Regions from separate parts of the Sus scrofa genome. Here regions 1, 2, 3 and 4 are each linked to region 5. The links are chromatin contacts, called in public Hi-C maps. All regions are on one chromosome and are shown on one strand. Each heading gives the region's core, a stretch centred on a gene start, on an enhancer-like site or on the middle of the called end of the contact. The rest is flanking DNA. Distances are from core to core; before and after follow the strand shown.

Evidence for each region. A called contact is a pair of places that touch in the nucleus more often than the background predicts.
Region 1: a Hi-C map of liver shows a contact between it and region 5, with 10 times the contacts expected there. The contact joins two enhancer-like sites. A contact is called at or near these places in 3 of 47 Hi-C or Micro-C datasets (liver and skeletal muscle) and 1 of 2 datasets of contacts at active chromatin or transcription factors (alveolar macrophages).
Region 2: a Hi-C map of liver shows a contact between it and region 5, with 8 times the contacts expected there. The contact joins two enhancer-like sites. A contact is called at or near these places in 1 of 5 promoter capture datasets (liver), 2 of 47 Hi-C or Micro-C datasets (both in liver) and 1 of 2 datasets of contacts at active chromatin or transcription factors (alveolar macrophages).
Region 3: a contact with region 5 is called in a Hi-C map of liver, with 7 times the contacts expected there. The contact joins two enhancer-like sites. A contact is called at or near these places in 3 of 47 Hi-C or Micro-C datasets (liver and skeletal muscle) and 1 of 2 datasets of contacts at active chromatin or transcription factors (alveolar macrophages).
Region 4: a contact with region 5 is called in a Hi-C map of liver, with 2.0 times the contacts expected there. The contact joins two enhancer-like sites. A contact is called at or near these places in 4 of 47 Hi-C or Micro-C datasets (epiblast stem cells, liver and skeletal muscle) and 1 of 2 datasets of contacts at active chromatin or transcription factors (alveolar macrophages).

What each region holds. Positions count from the first base shown.
Region 1 is chr2:102,488,601-102,491,300 of Sscrofa11.1, reverse strand. No RefSeq gene overlaps it. Among named protein-coding and RNA genes, the nearest start is that of GLRX, 52 kb to the right of the region's middle. Within about 2 kb of position 1,265, at least 37 of the 83 cell types and tissues checked have an H3K27ac peak or open chromatin away from gene starts, as enhancers often do. A contact at or near this core is called in liver, where this site is marked.
Region 2 is chr2:102,960,895-102,963,594 of Sscrofa11.1, reverse strand. The region is part of intron 6 of LOC106508433 (a long non-coding RNA gene); the gene reads right to left. Among named protein-coding and RNA genes, the nearest start is that of PCSK1, 88 kb to the left of the region's middle. Within about 2 kb of position 1,419, at least 15 of the 83 cell types and tissues checked have an H3K27ac peak or open chromatin away from gene starts, as enhancers often do. A contact at or near this core is called in liver, where this site is marked.
Region 3 is chr2:102,877,792-102,880,491 of Sscrofa11.1, reverse strand. All of the region lies in intron 6 of LOC106508433 (a long non-coding RNA gene), which reads right to left. Among named protein-coding and RNA genes, the nearest start is that of PCSK1, 170 kb to the left of the region's middle. Within about 2 kb of position 1,386, at least 8 of the 83 cell types and tissues checked have an H3K27ac peak or open chromatin away from gene starts, as enhancers often do. A contact at or near this core is called in liver, where this site is marked.
Region 4 is chr2:102,936,419-102,939,118 of Sscrofa11.1, reverse strand. The region is part of intron 6 of LOC106508433 (a long non-coding RNA gene); the gene reads right to left. Among named protein-coding and RNA genes, the nearest start is that of PCSK1, 110 kb to the left of the region's middle. Within about 2 kb of position 1,433, at least 6 of the 83 cell types and tissues checked have an H3K27ac peak or open chromatin away from gene starts, as enhancers often do. A contact at or near this core is called in liver, where this site is marked.
Region 5 is chr2:102,707,673-102,710,372 of Sscrofa11.1, reverse strand. The region is part of intron 4 of LOC106508433 (a long non-coding RNA gene); the gene reads right to left. Among named protein-coding and RNA genes, the nearest start is that of ELL2, 120 kb to the right of the region's middle. Within about 2 kb of position 1,327, at least 2 of the 83 cell types and tissues checked have an H3K27ac peak or open chromatin away from gene starts, as enhancers often do. A contact at or near this core is called in liver, where this site is marked.

The DNA of each region.
Region 1 (2,700 bases), core at 16-2,515, 220 kb after region 5:
CTGAGTGAAGAAGGGTAGAAGTTGACAAAAATCTCAAACAACCAATCTGTCCCAAGTTGGTGTTGCCCTTTAAAAAAAAAAAAAGTGCTTATGAAATACTTGAATCTCCTCAGTACAAATACAACGGGTGAACTAAAAATTCAAGTAATGGCCCAAGGGGCGGGGAAGTGTAATGTTGACTCTGATTTACAGAAAGTGAATCTGACTCATGGCAAAGTCCTGCAATTTCACATGAACTCACGCTGCCTGTAAACGTCCCGGAATCAATGGTGAGCAAATGTCAACTCTGGCCCGGCAGGCAGAAGCACTTTGTTTTCCGTTCTGCGGAAACGCCAAATCCCATCTCTCTGACAAAGGTCCGCGTCAGGCCGCTGTGTCATCAATTGCGTTCGCCAAGGCAGCGGCTCTACGTGAGCGGGGACCACTTCCCGACTTCTTGGTATCTTTTGAGCCTGCCGGGGAGCTAAGACTGGCGGGCCAGGCCTACGCGGGACGCAGCGCCACCTGCTGGAAGCCGAGTGATGGAGCAGCAGACTGGAGTTGACCGCGGAGACCAAAAAGTCCTGTTGGCGCTTTTGGCTTTGAGGCAACAGCCGGGCCCTGCCGAGAAGGAGAACCAAAACATTATAGCAGAAATAGGCACCCTTTATCCAAACCTGTCCTCGAGGCTACACACCATCCTTTCCTCACCATAGAATGTGGGTGGTGTGTGTGCATGTGTGTGTGTGTGTGTGCATGTGTGTGTGTGTGTGCATGTGTGTGTGTGTGTGTATGCATGTGTGTGTGTGCACGCGCGCGTGGAGGCACAGCCAGGTTGCATATTCAGGTGTGTCTGCACTGACCTCCCAGAGGTAGGTAAAGCGGAATCATCTTCGTCCCCCTTGCTGGATCTGTAAGCACATCCACAGTTGACAGAGACTTTTACATAAAATATCCCAGTTAATCTCCCACTACTCTGTACAAATAGATAAAACAATCTCTATGGAACGAGCTGCCAGCTCCCTGGCTCTCCTAGTAGAATTACTCATAACCTAACCACGTTTGAGGATGACAGCTAACTAATGAGCTTTCCCCTCTTGTCAAAAGACTTGGCCCACATGGAAACAAAGGCTGTCACAATCCCCCAGCCAGGCAGGACTGGCTGTCATCGTGGAGATCAAGGGCTGACTCCTAAATGAAGTAAACTCCAGCCAGCTGTGGGAGGGAGCAGCCTGCAATCAAACCTCAGCGGCTTCCAGGCGGCTGGTAGTGGGCATGTCAGGAAACTCAGACAAGTCAGCCTGTGGGGGTTTTTGCCAGAACCTCATTGGCTCTTCAGAGATGTGCTCACGTATGTCACAATCATGAGGTGACCTTCCCTGCCTAAGAGGTTACTGACCTCGATCCATGGACATTTGTGGAAGCAGGAGACCTGAAAGACAAAGCAAAGGTGTTGGAGGAAGGGCGATACTGCTTTGGCAACGTGGACATGTTTGCTGATGGTGCTAGGAGCACCAGTGACCCAACACATTGATCCTTTGGGATTTTCCTGGCGACCAAATAAACACTATAGTATCTTGAGAGCTTCCTTATGCCAGGCAGTAGGTGCCTTACCTTTGTGGGTTTTGTTGTTGATGCTTTGTTTGTTTTCATATAATCTTTACAACTGCTCTATAAGATATGCACTATGATCAACCTTGTTTTACAGATTTGGAAACCGAGGCCCAGAGAGGTTAAGAGGTCTGCCTAAGGTTACACAGCTCAGAGGAGTCCAAGGCAGGACCGAAGCCCAGTTCTCTTTGGCTGGAAAACTATGATCTTAACGTTTGCTCTACTGCTTTTCAGCTGTTAGTGCCCTACTCGGCCCTAAACTAGAGTATATTTTTCTGGTCATTTATGGCCCCAAGTGACTCATCAGCCACATGATCACACCACTCATTTTCACTGCCCCCATCTCGGGCAAAAAAGCAGGGCCTGAGGAAAGAGCTTTCATCCACTTTGTTTTGAGCCAGGGCAACAGACTGGGATCGGTTGGAACAAACAGTTCTGGGTCAGAGGTCAGGGGACAGACTGGCCTCTGACAGCAAAAACAAACAAGGCCTCCCAGGGCCATGAGAGGACCTACAGGCGGAGCTCGCCTGGGCATCTCTGAAGGGGAGGCACCGGGTCCGAAGGGCGGCTGGGGCCCTTCTCAGGGGGATGAGGAAAGCAGCATTGTGGACTGGGCCACATACCAGTTGTGGAACACAGGGCAGGCGCAAGGAACCACACATGGCAGCACCATCTCTGAGGACTTGGGAGAGGCTAGCTTTGCCCTGTGCAGGAGCAAAAATGCCCTCCGCACCGAGCTGCAGGCAGACATGCTGTCCTGCTCCAGGCTCTGCAGAGGCTGAGTTGGCTGGTTATCGCTTCCACAACAACAACAAAAACCAAGTACTATTATCTCATAAATGCTGTCGTGCACTTATACGAAAACTGGCAAAGAGATGTTGCCAGTCTTTTGCCCTTGAGTGAAAACCTTCTGGACAGCGTGACAGTTTTTTCTGGGAGGCAATGTGACCCGGCTGGGTAATCCGAGTGACATGTTCCTTACAGCCATCCCATACGGCTGGAGTTCACATCCACTAACGCCAATGCTTATTTCCCCATGAAGCCAACCAGTCCTAAAGGCAACAGAAAACAGTGCCAGATGTCCACCTAGAGGCTGGGAGGGAGCAGATG
Region 2 (2,700 bases), core at 170-2,669, 250 kb before region 5:
ATCATGAAATGAAAGACTTCCTTTTTTTTCCCTTGGTTGAAAATAGGGGAGAGGAAGTCAGGCTAAAGGAGGTTTACACCAGAGCTTATTGGGAAATTAAAGTGTGTCTGTGTGTTCTGCTTTCATATTATAATAGACTCTTATAAACTTCATTGTAAGTTTTACATTTGTTTTATCTCAGTTTCATTTCCAGGTTTTCATGGGATCAGGGTTCAACTAATCCATTTAAATAGAAACCCCAAATACTTTCCAAATTTTTTTCAAATACTATTATTTTTTCTTTTTAGGGCCACACCTGTGACCTATGGAAGTTCCTAGGCTAGGGGCTGAATCAGAGCTGCAGCTGCCAGCCTACACCAAGCCACATCTGCAACCTGGATCACCACAGCCGACGGCAACGCTGGATCCTTGACCCACTGAGTGAGGCCAGAGATGGAATCCACATCCTCGTGGATACTACTCAGATTCATTTCCCCTGCTCCACAATGGGAACTTTTCACATATTTTTATTTAACTTTCTAAAGATCAAATGTAAACACATAACCTCTGCAAAACAACTCTTAACCCCAGCCTGGTATTTTGTGTATACTTAGAGTATAATAAATATTTACTGATACTCCTGTTACCAGTTTTATTGCCAAAGCATTCTTTCACATGATTCTCAGTTTTCTGGATGGAGTATCACACCCCTTGATTAACAGAGGAGAGATCTAAGTTCACAGACATTCGTAAGAGAATCCGGACTAGAACTTGAATCTTCTAACTCCAAATCGAGTGCACTTTGAGGTACATCCTGCGCTTTCTCCCCAAACACTAATATGGAAGTAAATTTAAAAAATTGTGCCTCAGAGATCTGGTAAAGCATATTTTGGACAAATAGCAGAAAGAATAAAGGTCTTACTATGACAGTTTTTTCACAGGAGAAACTGCAGAACGCTGTGACATGGATAGGATATGTTCCTTTCCTGAACGCCACCTCTAGAGGGCAGCACACTCTTCATAACAAATAGATTCTCCTTGGCTTGGAAGAACAACCTGGAGTGAAAACCTAAAATATTTGATGTGCTTATAAATACTTTAAATCAGGCAGGATGCACAAACATCTCAGGTCCAGTACCCTCTTTGTGTGGGGGAGAAAGGGGCAGAAATGGGGGTGGAGCTATGAGCCTTTTCTTTCTTCCCTCTGCAAGAACAGAGGCTCTAATATTGAATATCGAATGAACTTGAAATGGCCCTTTGAATACCAACTTGACACTCCGAAGTAAAATATTTAATCTTAAAAGCAGAAACAAAGAACAGAGGGAGAACACGGTGTGTACAGGGAACTACTGCTGGTTGAGTATTGCTGGAATCCAAGTAGTAGGAGCCAAGGCCTGAGAATTAGGCAAGAGATGGCCACAGAGGGCCATGCGTGCCAGGAAAGGAAGTTGAACTTGCTGGTGTAGATTCCAGGAACCATGGAATGGCGTGGCTGAGAGGAACAGGGTCAGAATTGTGTTTAATAGGGACCATTTAGGTAGCTCTGGAAAGAGCAGAACTGAGAACAAGTCTAGAAACCAGGAGGCCAGTTAGGAGGCTGTATCTTTCCTGGAAGAGGAGGTGTGTCTGAGAACGGTAGCAATGATAGGACTGGGGCGGAGAGGGCAGATTCGAGAAACACATAGGAGGGGAAACCATCCACGTGCAGCATCAGCTGGATGAAGAGACAGAGAGAAAGGTCAGGGCTGATATTTTATAACCCTGTTCACTGGGTAGAGAGATGGTGACACAAAGAGAGTGAATTTGGAGGAAAGTTCTGCTTAGTTTTTGAGGAATCAAATCTGAAATATCTGATAAGCGCCCACTTGAAGATACCTGGCAGGTAATGGAATTGGTGAGTCTAAACCTTAGGGAAGAAATCTGAGTAGCAGGTTGAATTAGAGGGTCATTAGCATACAGGTGGTAGTTGAACTCCTGAGAGTAGATAAATGCACCCAAGAAGAGTCTCCATAATGAGAAGTAGTGTGCTGTAAACACAGACACCTGGGGCACACAAGGATGTAAGTGACGGGTGGAGAGAGAAAAACTTGCCTTTAAGAAGGAACAGAAGCGAATGAGAAAACTGGAAAATATACTATTACTTTGGAGGGCAGTAGTACATATAATCAACATTGCCAAATGCCCCCAAATGTATAGCAAGACAAAGATTGGAAAATGTCCATTGGATTTTGTAATTAGAAGGATACTCGTGGCCTCAACAAGAGCACAAGCCAGACTGCAGGGGTGCAGAGTGAATGAATGGCACACCCAGTGGTCACAGTGAGCACAGATTACTTTTTTAAAAAGTTTAGATAAGAGGAAAGAAGACATGGGACATTTTCTGGGGCATGTGAAGCCAAAGATAGATTTCCTTTTTATTTTTTTTTTTTATTTTTATCTTTAGGGCGGCACCTGTGGCATATGGAACTTCCCAGCCTGGGGTGGGGGGGGGTCCGAATCAGAGCTACAGCTGCAACCTATGCCACGGCTTGCAGCAATGCCAGATCCTGAACCCACAGAGTGAGGCCAGAGATTGAACCTGCATCCTCATGGATACCAGTCGAATTCTTAACCCGCTGAGCCACAACAAGAACTCTGATTTCTTTTTTAATGAATGGGAGGGAAACTAATAAGCTTATACTTTGAAGGGAACACACACCTGCAAGAGGAAAGCATGATGTT
Region 3 (2,700 bases), core at 137-2,636, 170 kb before region 5:
TATAGCTGAGTCACTATACAAAGTATTGAAAAAGATTCAATACTTTGCTTATGAAAGCAGAGAAGTTTTAACACTTTTTTTAAAATTTTAAGCATCTCAATAGGTAAAGTTCCATTTTCTGGAACCTCCACGAATTACTGACAGTTTTATGTGCCAATATTTATCTTTAACGTACATGATCACTAGCCACCTAGTAACTGGCCAGGGCAAAGCCAAACAAGAAAATGGGAAAGTGGATGAAAATGTCAAATTCAGATTTTACTGCACAGCAAAGTGAAGGATTTGAGAGGAATGGATGGAGTCTTAAAAAAAGGCAAATGTATTGAGAAACTTGCCCTGAAGATAGGACTAATCTTCCAGAACACACTGGTGGCCGTTCTTGTGCCATATGTGGCAGCAATGCAGGTTGAAGGAGGGAGGGTGGTTCCTTCTTCACAAAGGACTTAGAAAGGTAGTGTGGAATCAGAGCTGATCTTCAGGTTACCTGTTAAGAAGGCAGAGTTCCAGGATATGCTAGTTTGGCATATTTGGCTGGATCCCCAGAGTCTGCATTTTTTCAATCTCAGCCAAGTCTAGAACCATGACTTGGACAGTTCTGCCACCTCCACCTGAGGGATCCTAGTCCAAAGGGCCATTGGTGCTGCTTCCGGGATACACTCCTGTTCAGTTCAGCCTGGCTTCCCCTGTGAACATACAGAGCTCACCCTCTCCCACCGGAGCCTGGTGAGATTCCTAGCCAGTACCCAGAGGCGTTCCAAGAGATTAAGACAGAATGAGAAACATAAAACTAGCCATAACTTTATTATTATTATTATTATTATTATAAGGTAGTTGATCTCCACCCACCACCATCAATAACAAGTGTTTGAAAAGAAATTAAATGTAGACTGGATATTTTACTATATCAAAAGAAGTTATAAGAACAATGAATTTTTTTTTTTTTTACGTTTCTTTAGGAAGCTGACACTAGTGGTCAGAATGTTCCAACTCTAACCACTTTCTAACCTTCTGCCACTCTGTTTAGTATAATAAAAGCTCACTCTTAGGTACTGCTTAGCCTGTTTGGTCCGGAATCATTTATTGAGGCATTTGTACTCTCTAGCCAGCTTCATTCTTTCATGAATTTCTTTTATTTTCTTTTATGAATTTAATTTTCCATAGAAATATTATAGTCCTCACCTAGTGCAGACTTTTCAAATACTCACATAGACCAGGTCTTTAAAATTAAAATAAAATGAATCATTAGTAATGAATTTGAATATGCAAAACCTTCCAGCATAGGTAGAAACAAAGCCTGGCAATACTTGTTTGGTATTGCAGCTGCTGGAGTATCTATCTACTCATTACCTTTATGGTTTTTTTCCATTACATGGAAAGCAAACAGTGATATCTCTGAGCACACAGAAAATTTCTTCTGCACAAACTAAGTAAACTCTACTGTCAATGGGGGCAGCTTGTTTAACCTTTTCCCTTCTATTGCTAAATAGGAGTAGGATGTAGTATGAGACTGAAGGGAGGAAAAAATTAAAATTTACAATACTCTGCATCTTTCTGCAAGATCCTCATTATGAATGCTAGAAGAGGTAAGAATAATGTAGTTTCCAGGTTGGTCTACAGATGCTATGAAAGTTTCTGCACAATTATTAAATTCTAGTTCCTTAGAGACCAGAATTGTGGCTATTCATCTCTGGTCCTATACAGGTGTGTCTAAGATATTAGAAGCAGGATTAGCATACTTGGGATTCTACTCGGTTTCTACAATTTCCTATATCTCTTCATCAAGTAACACCTTTTACATTATTACTGCATAGAAATACCCTCAAAATAAGTGAGCTAAAATTCTCTATAACTTAGAAAGGTTTCTAAACATACCATAATATGAATATATGCTAGATGAGGAGGGTAGACAGGGATTAGGGGAACAAGGGAAAATGAGATTTTTTTGGAGTCAAAATAAATTTTGAGTGGGCTATCTGAACAAAGATGAAAAATAGCTATTATCCTTTACCTTGCCTAGTAGACATATTTTAGGTTTAATCTAAATAATCTACAAAGTTTCTCCTTCCACATGCTATTTTGCCATTCCCACTTCTTAGAGTATATCCTCCAAGGTTATATTTACATACATTCATGGAGATTTACATAGTAACTCCATAAATATTTAACGAAAGAATGAATAAACAGCATTTAAAATTTTCAACTTAACATCCCGAGTGTGCCATTACAGAGGGAGAGTGCAGGCTTTTCAGTGAGTAGAACTGGACTAGAATTCTCGTCAGCTGCTAACCAATGGACAAGCCTCATTCAGCCTCCCTATCCATAAAATGAGGTTAATACTATTTGCAGAGTTACTATAAAGATTAAAAATAAGATCTGTAAATCTCTAAGCACAGTGTCTGACATATATAATTTTTATGGTGACAAGGAGTTTTCTTTAAAAATTAATACTACTATGAGCATATTGATTTTCATTATTTTGCATGTCCCAACTTTTTCTATGTCAGATAATCCTACTATGATTTTATTATTTTGCCTGAAATAATTTTCCAGAGCAGTAGAGCATCATATTCAGAAGGAATGAGAAAAAACACTCCAAGGTAAATATAAATGATTTTCTAAATTTCAGAATATTACTTCATTCTAGTGTTTGGAGCTCTGCTGAGAATTTCTCTTTAACCATCAAGATTCTTGGATTGCAAG
Region 4 (2,700 bases), core at 184-2,683, 230 kb before region 5:
CAGAAAACATACAATATTATTTAAGAAGAACCTAAGTAAAACTAGAAACATATTTACTTGACAATTAAGTTTGATAAATGTTACTAATTACAGCACATATAACTCAGGTGTGGTCTTATTCATCTCTCCTCACTAAGGAATTAGTGAAGTCTGGCACTGAGTGGCTTTGATCAGAGCGTCAGTTTCTTCTTGCATCATTCACCTTTGAGATTCCCATTACACTCCCTGTGAGGAGTTTTCAGATCCCCTCTGCATCCTCTCAGCCCTTCCCTCTAACCGAAGAAAGTTTCTTCATGACACCAAGTATTTTCTGATCTCTCTTCTCTTAAGCTGGCTAAGCTGGCCATCCAAGTGAGTTGATGTATACTGGCCAGTCTGAGAGAATAACAGCCTCACACTGTCCATTATGTATTTCAGGACTAACTTCCAAGAGCACTGACTATTCCTTACCATTCATTCCATCATATGGAGTAAAGAGGTTTCCTATTGGCTACAGTTGCCAAATAGTATAAAGGAAACCTAGCTAAATTTAAATTTCAGATAAAAGAGAATTTTTTTTTTTTGGATGCACTGCAGCATATGGAAGTTCCTGGGTGAGGGGTCAAATCTGAGCTGCAGCTGCAGCCTATGCCACAACTGTGGCAATGCTGCATTCTTAACCCTCTGTACCACAGTGGGAACTCCAGCAGGAGACTGTTTAAAGTATAAGTATGTCCCAAATATGCATGGGATATACTCATACTAAACAATGATTTCTTTAGTCCCAAGACCTAATAATTTGCTGCATGGCTAAAGCAATAACTTATACACATATCAGAGGCTAATAATGGAGAAAAGAATCAGAAAATTCTTTTAATTCTTTGATTTTTCTTTCCCATTACATGAGGTTTATAATGACATTGACTGGGTGAGGGTGAGAGGAATCCATTTCTGGGATCAATAACACTTCTAACCAGCACTTTGTCAAACTACATATGAATGGCTTTTACTAAACAAAAAATTCTGTTCAACAAATGCTTCTATCATTCCTTTTCTAAGCTGAAGAAAATCTCAGCATTTAAAAAAGCTGCACTGCAAAAAAAAAGAAAAAAAAAAGAAAACTTTTTAAAAATAAAATTTAAAAAGCCACATTGCAAGTTTTAAGAGTCAGTCAAAAAATATTTATTCAGTGTGTACCATGTGTTAAGCCAACAACGATTAACACATGGTTCTTGCCTGGGAGGAGTTCAGAGTCTAGGAAAGATACAGAAATGCTGACAGATAATCACAAGGCAATGTGATAGGTCTTCAAACAAAACAAGCACAAAGTTCAGTGGATGTGACTAACAGGACTCAGGGAATTTGGCATCATAGAGGAGATGACATTTGATCTGATCTTAAAGGACAAGTAGGAATTCTCCAGGCAGAAGAGGAGGGCAAAGGCATTCAAAGCGGAGGGGGGGGGTAGTCATGAGATCCTGAAGGAGCTGCTATGCTTGTGTAGCAGAGAAGGTTCTGTTCTAGTCTACGCTGGAGAGGAAGGACCAGCGCTCCACTTTCTCCACCTCATTCATACCACAACGACCTAGAAAGGATGAAGGAGGGCCTCTAACCAAGCCAAAGCTCAGTAACAACAGGAGGAAGAGAAACAAGAACAAGTGATCATGGGGCCCAACAAATAATCAAATTAAGGCAAGAAGAAAGATGCCCAACTTCTGCAAGAATGGAAAGTAAATTGCTGCTGTAGCTTCAGCAACTTTTATTTTATTCTCCTCTTACTATCGCCAGAGCCACTTCTCTATGTGAGGTCAGCATGGAGGGCTGCAGAAAATAATTGGCTGCTTTTCCATTTTGGAGATGATGAGCAGAAATATTCCCCTGGTAGGCATTTCCCTGACATACTGTATGAATAAAAAAAAAAAAAAAAAAAAAAGCTTCCAGTGATTCTATTATAAATCCTTTGATACAAATATTCCAAACTAGCTAGAAAGCAAAGATTCTGTGTATGCTGAAGCCATGTATGCTTAGGAATCACATAGTTAAATAATTTATGATTAGCGAGAGCCCAGTGGTGCAACAGCAGTTGGAGAACGTGACAAAGAGCCAGAGTCCAAAGCTAATAAAACAACAAACTGTCTTTTTTCTCTCTTTTCAAAAAATATGTACATTCTTTCTTTAAAATACATACATTCTTTTTAAAAAATATTATTGTCTATCATGGTTTCTCCCAGAAGATTAGATACAGCTCCTTGTACTGCAGTAGGACCTTATTGTCTATCCATTCTAAACGTAAAAGAAACTGTCTTTCTGATGTCTAACATTCTTTTGATTATTTGATGTGCAATTCAAACTGATCTTAAAAACTATGAAAACTTGAAGAACACAATAAGATACCACTGCACACCTATTACAATGGCTCAAATTATATATATATATATATATATATATTTGACAATACTAAATGCTGATGAGGATGCAAAGTAGCTAGAACATTTAAATATTGCCGATAGGAATTCTACTTTGGAAAAAAGTTTGGAAGTTTCTTACAAAGTTAAACTTAGGGGTAGGTATTCATCCTAGAGAAATGAAAACCTATGCCTACATAAAAATCTGCATATGAGTGTTTACAGCTACTTTATTCTCAAATGCTAGAAGCTAAAACAACCCCAAATGTCTATCGGCTGGTAAATAGACCAATTATGTTATATCCACATAGCGATT
Region 5 (2,700 bases), core at 78-2,577:
AAGGCAAAAAGACAAAAACAAAAACAAAAAAAAAAGTGCTGGCCAATTCGGTTCCTAGGTGAGGGCTCTCTTCATGGCCTGCAGACAGTCACACTCTCACTGTGTCCACACACAACAGACAGAGGAAGCAAGCTCTCTGGTATCTCTTCCTGTAAGGATACTAACCTCCTCATGAGGGTCTAAGCTTTGTGACTGCGCTGAAACCTAATTATCTCCCAAAGGCCCCATCTCCAAACACAATCACATTAGAGGTCAGGGCATCAACTTAAGAGTGGGGGGGTGGGGGCAAAATTCAGCCCAAAGTACTACATAACTTACAAAAGAAATGAGTTTATTAAGGATATTGAATAGCTCACAGAATTAAAAAGAAGTCTAGAGAACCAATAAGGTAGCTCTGGGATGGTAGGCAATGGGAGTCAACAGTTAGTTCATTCGTGGTGTTAACACTAGAAAGAAATTGTTCCAACAAAGTTTTCCATCTTTGAGACGCTCCATGAAAGATTCAAACAACGAAAAGAGAATGTGATTATCTCAGCTTGAGTCTTGAGGCAGGGTAACTTGATTAATAATTTTAACGGCACAACATAAGATAGGGTTGGGATGGAAGTAGGGAACAGATGCACCAAGTCTCCAGAAAAGAAAGAAATGAATACAGTCAAAAAGCAATAAATACCCAGTGTTCTCTGTTAAGCAAAACTTAAAAGAAACCTGAGTTTCAATGCTGGATCAGCCACTCATTAACTGGTCATTTTAGGCAAATTTATTAGACTTTCTGAACCTTAGTTTTTGCATCATTCAAACAGAAAAAGTAATATCTGTCTAATGACAATATTGTGTTGACCTAATAAGTTACACACAGAGGACCTAATATGTTCTAAATCCTCAAAAGATGTCAAATTACTCCTTTCTCTTTCTTAAATATGTGCAGCACAATTACTGATTTGTGTATAAGTCTTTGCACAAATTACTTTCAAAATACAAAATAAAATACAATTTGTACTATGTAGACATGTTATACTGTTACAAGTATTTTGTATTTTAGCCAATTATGTGACATTAAAGGAATAACAGACTTTGAGTCAGACCCAAACAAATAACTTTTGGTAAATTCTCAGACCAAGATAAGAAGGTCAAGTTTTGACATTAGAGACTGAAGAATAAACAATCTCAGTGACAATACTGCTCATCATCTCTAAGAGCCAAAATGAGCCTTCTGTTTGCTAAATACAAATGGACATGTTCCCCATGCCAGGTGGAGCAGATCCAACATTTAAACTGGGATCTCTGATCCTTGAACCCTTGAAATTATATGCAACATTGAGTGTGTGTGTGTGTGTGTGCGCACGCGTGTGTGCGCGCGCGTGTACAAACAAATAGAAAACCCTGCCTTAACCAAACAGAGGGCAGATAAACACCTACAAGCCACTCCAAAGAGCAATAGCCACATAGAAAATTCTCCTCCCTTTGAGATGGATTCAATATGCATCATACAGGATATACCACTAACATTTACAACAAAAGTAGCAGCAAGTGCATACCACACACCAGAAAATGAACAGCTATGCCAGGAATAATGGTTATTTAGTCCAACATTTTAGCAGTGAAACTTTTTTCAAAAATATCTTTCCTGAAACCCAGTATATAAAAAAGATTTTCTAGACAAATAGGTTCTCCAGGGAGTTTACATCATCACTGTTTTACAGAAAAGATTTCTTTTGTTTTGCAGAAAACCTGAAGCACCCTTGAGGGTCCCTAGAGTCACTTAGAAGACTGTTCAGACTGCTAAGGTACTGGCGAGCAGCCCTATTGTAGACTTGCCTTCTCCAACCTCAGCTGCAGCTTATCTCTAGCTGGCTTCCTTCCCCTTCCCCACAACAGCTGTCTCCAAATTCTTCACTCAAGTCCTACCTGCTCCCCAGCCCCTCAGTCCCTGGAAAGCATAGGGAGTCCTTTACAAAGAGGGTCAGCCCCAAATGATGGAATTCTGGAGATTTCGTTCTTCTAACATTCTAGTGCTGACTATCCCCACTCATTCTAAGCTCCTTCTCTATTATCTTAGTATTTTTCCCACTTTAGACTTTCAAACATCACCTGCATGATTTTTGCCATATTATGTTTTTGCCATAATCTATACCAGTAATACATAATCATTTTTTATATCAGTTCAATTTATTTATATATATACATTTAAATTTTTTTTGGCCATGCTCACGGCATGCAAAATTCCGGGGCTAGGGATCGTACCCACACCACAGCAGTGACCTGAGCCACTGCAGTGAAAATGCCAGGTGGATCCTTAACCCACTGAGCCACAAGAGAACTCCCAAACTTTTTTCATTAAAATCTTTTTTTGTGGAAAATTCTAAACATATACAAAATAAGAATAAAGAGCCCTTATGTACTCATCAGCGTCAATGATTATTAATGCATAAACAGTCATTTTTCCATTTATACCCACCCTCTTGCTCCCATCCCAAATATTTTGAATCAAATCCCAGTCATAGCATTGCATTAATAAATACTTTAGTGTATACCTCTGAAAGATAAGGAATTTCTTTAGACATGTATTTTTTAAAATTAGCAGATAAGGGGAAAGGCCAGGTACAAAAGTACATAACCCTGAGGAAAAATAACATCCAACATGAGACAAGGGACTAGAAATGAGAGAGACAGAGAAAAGTAGAGTAGAGGCTGGCAGTA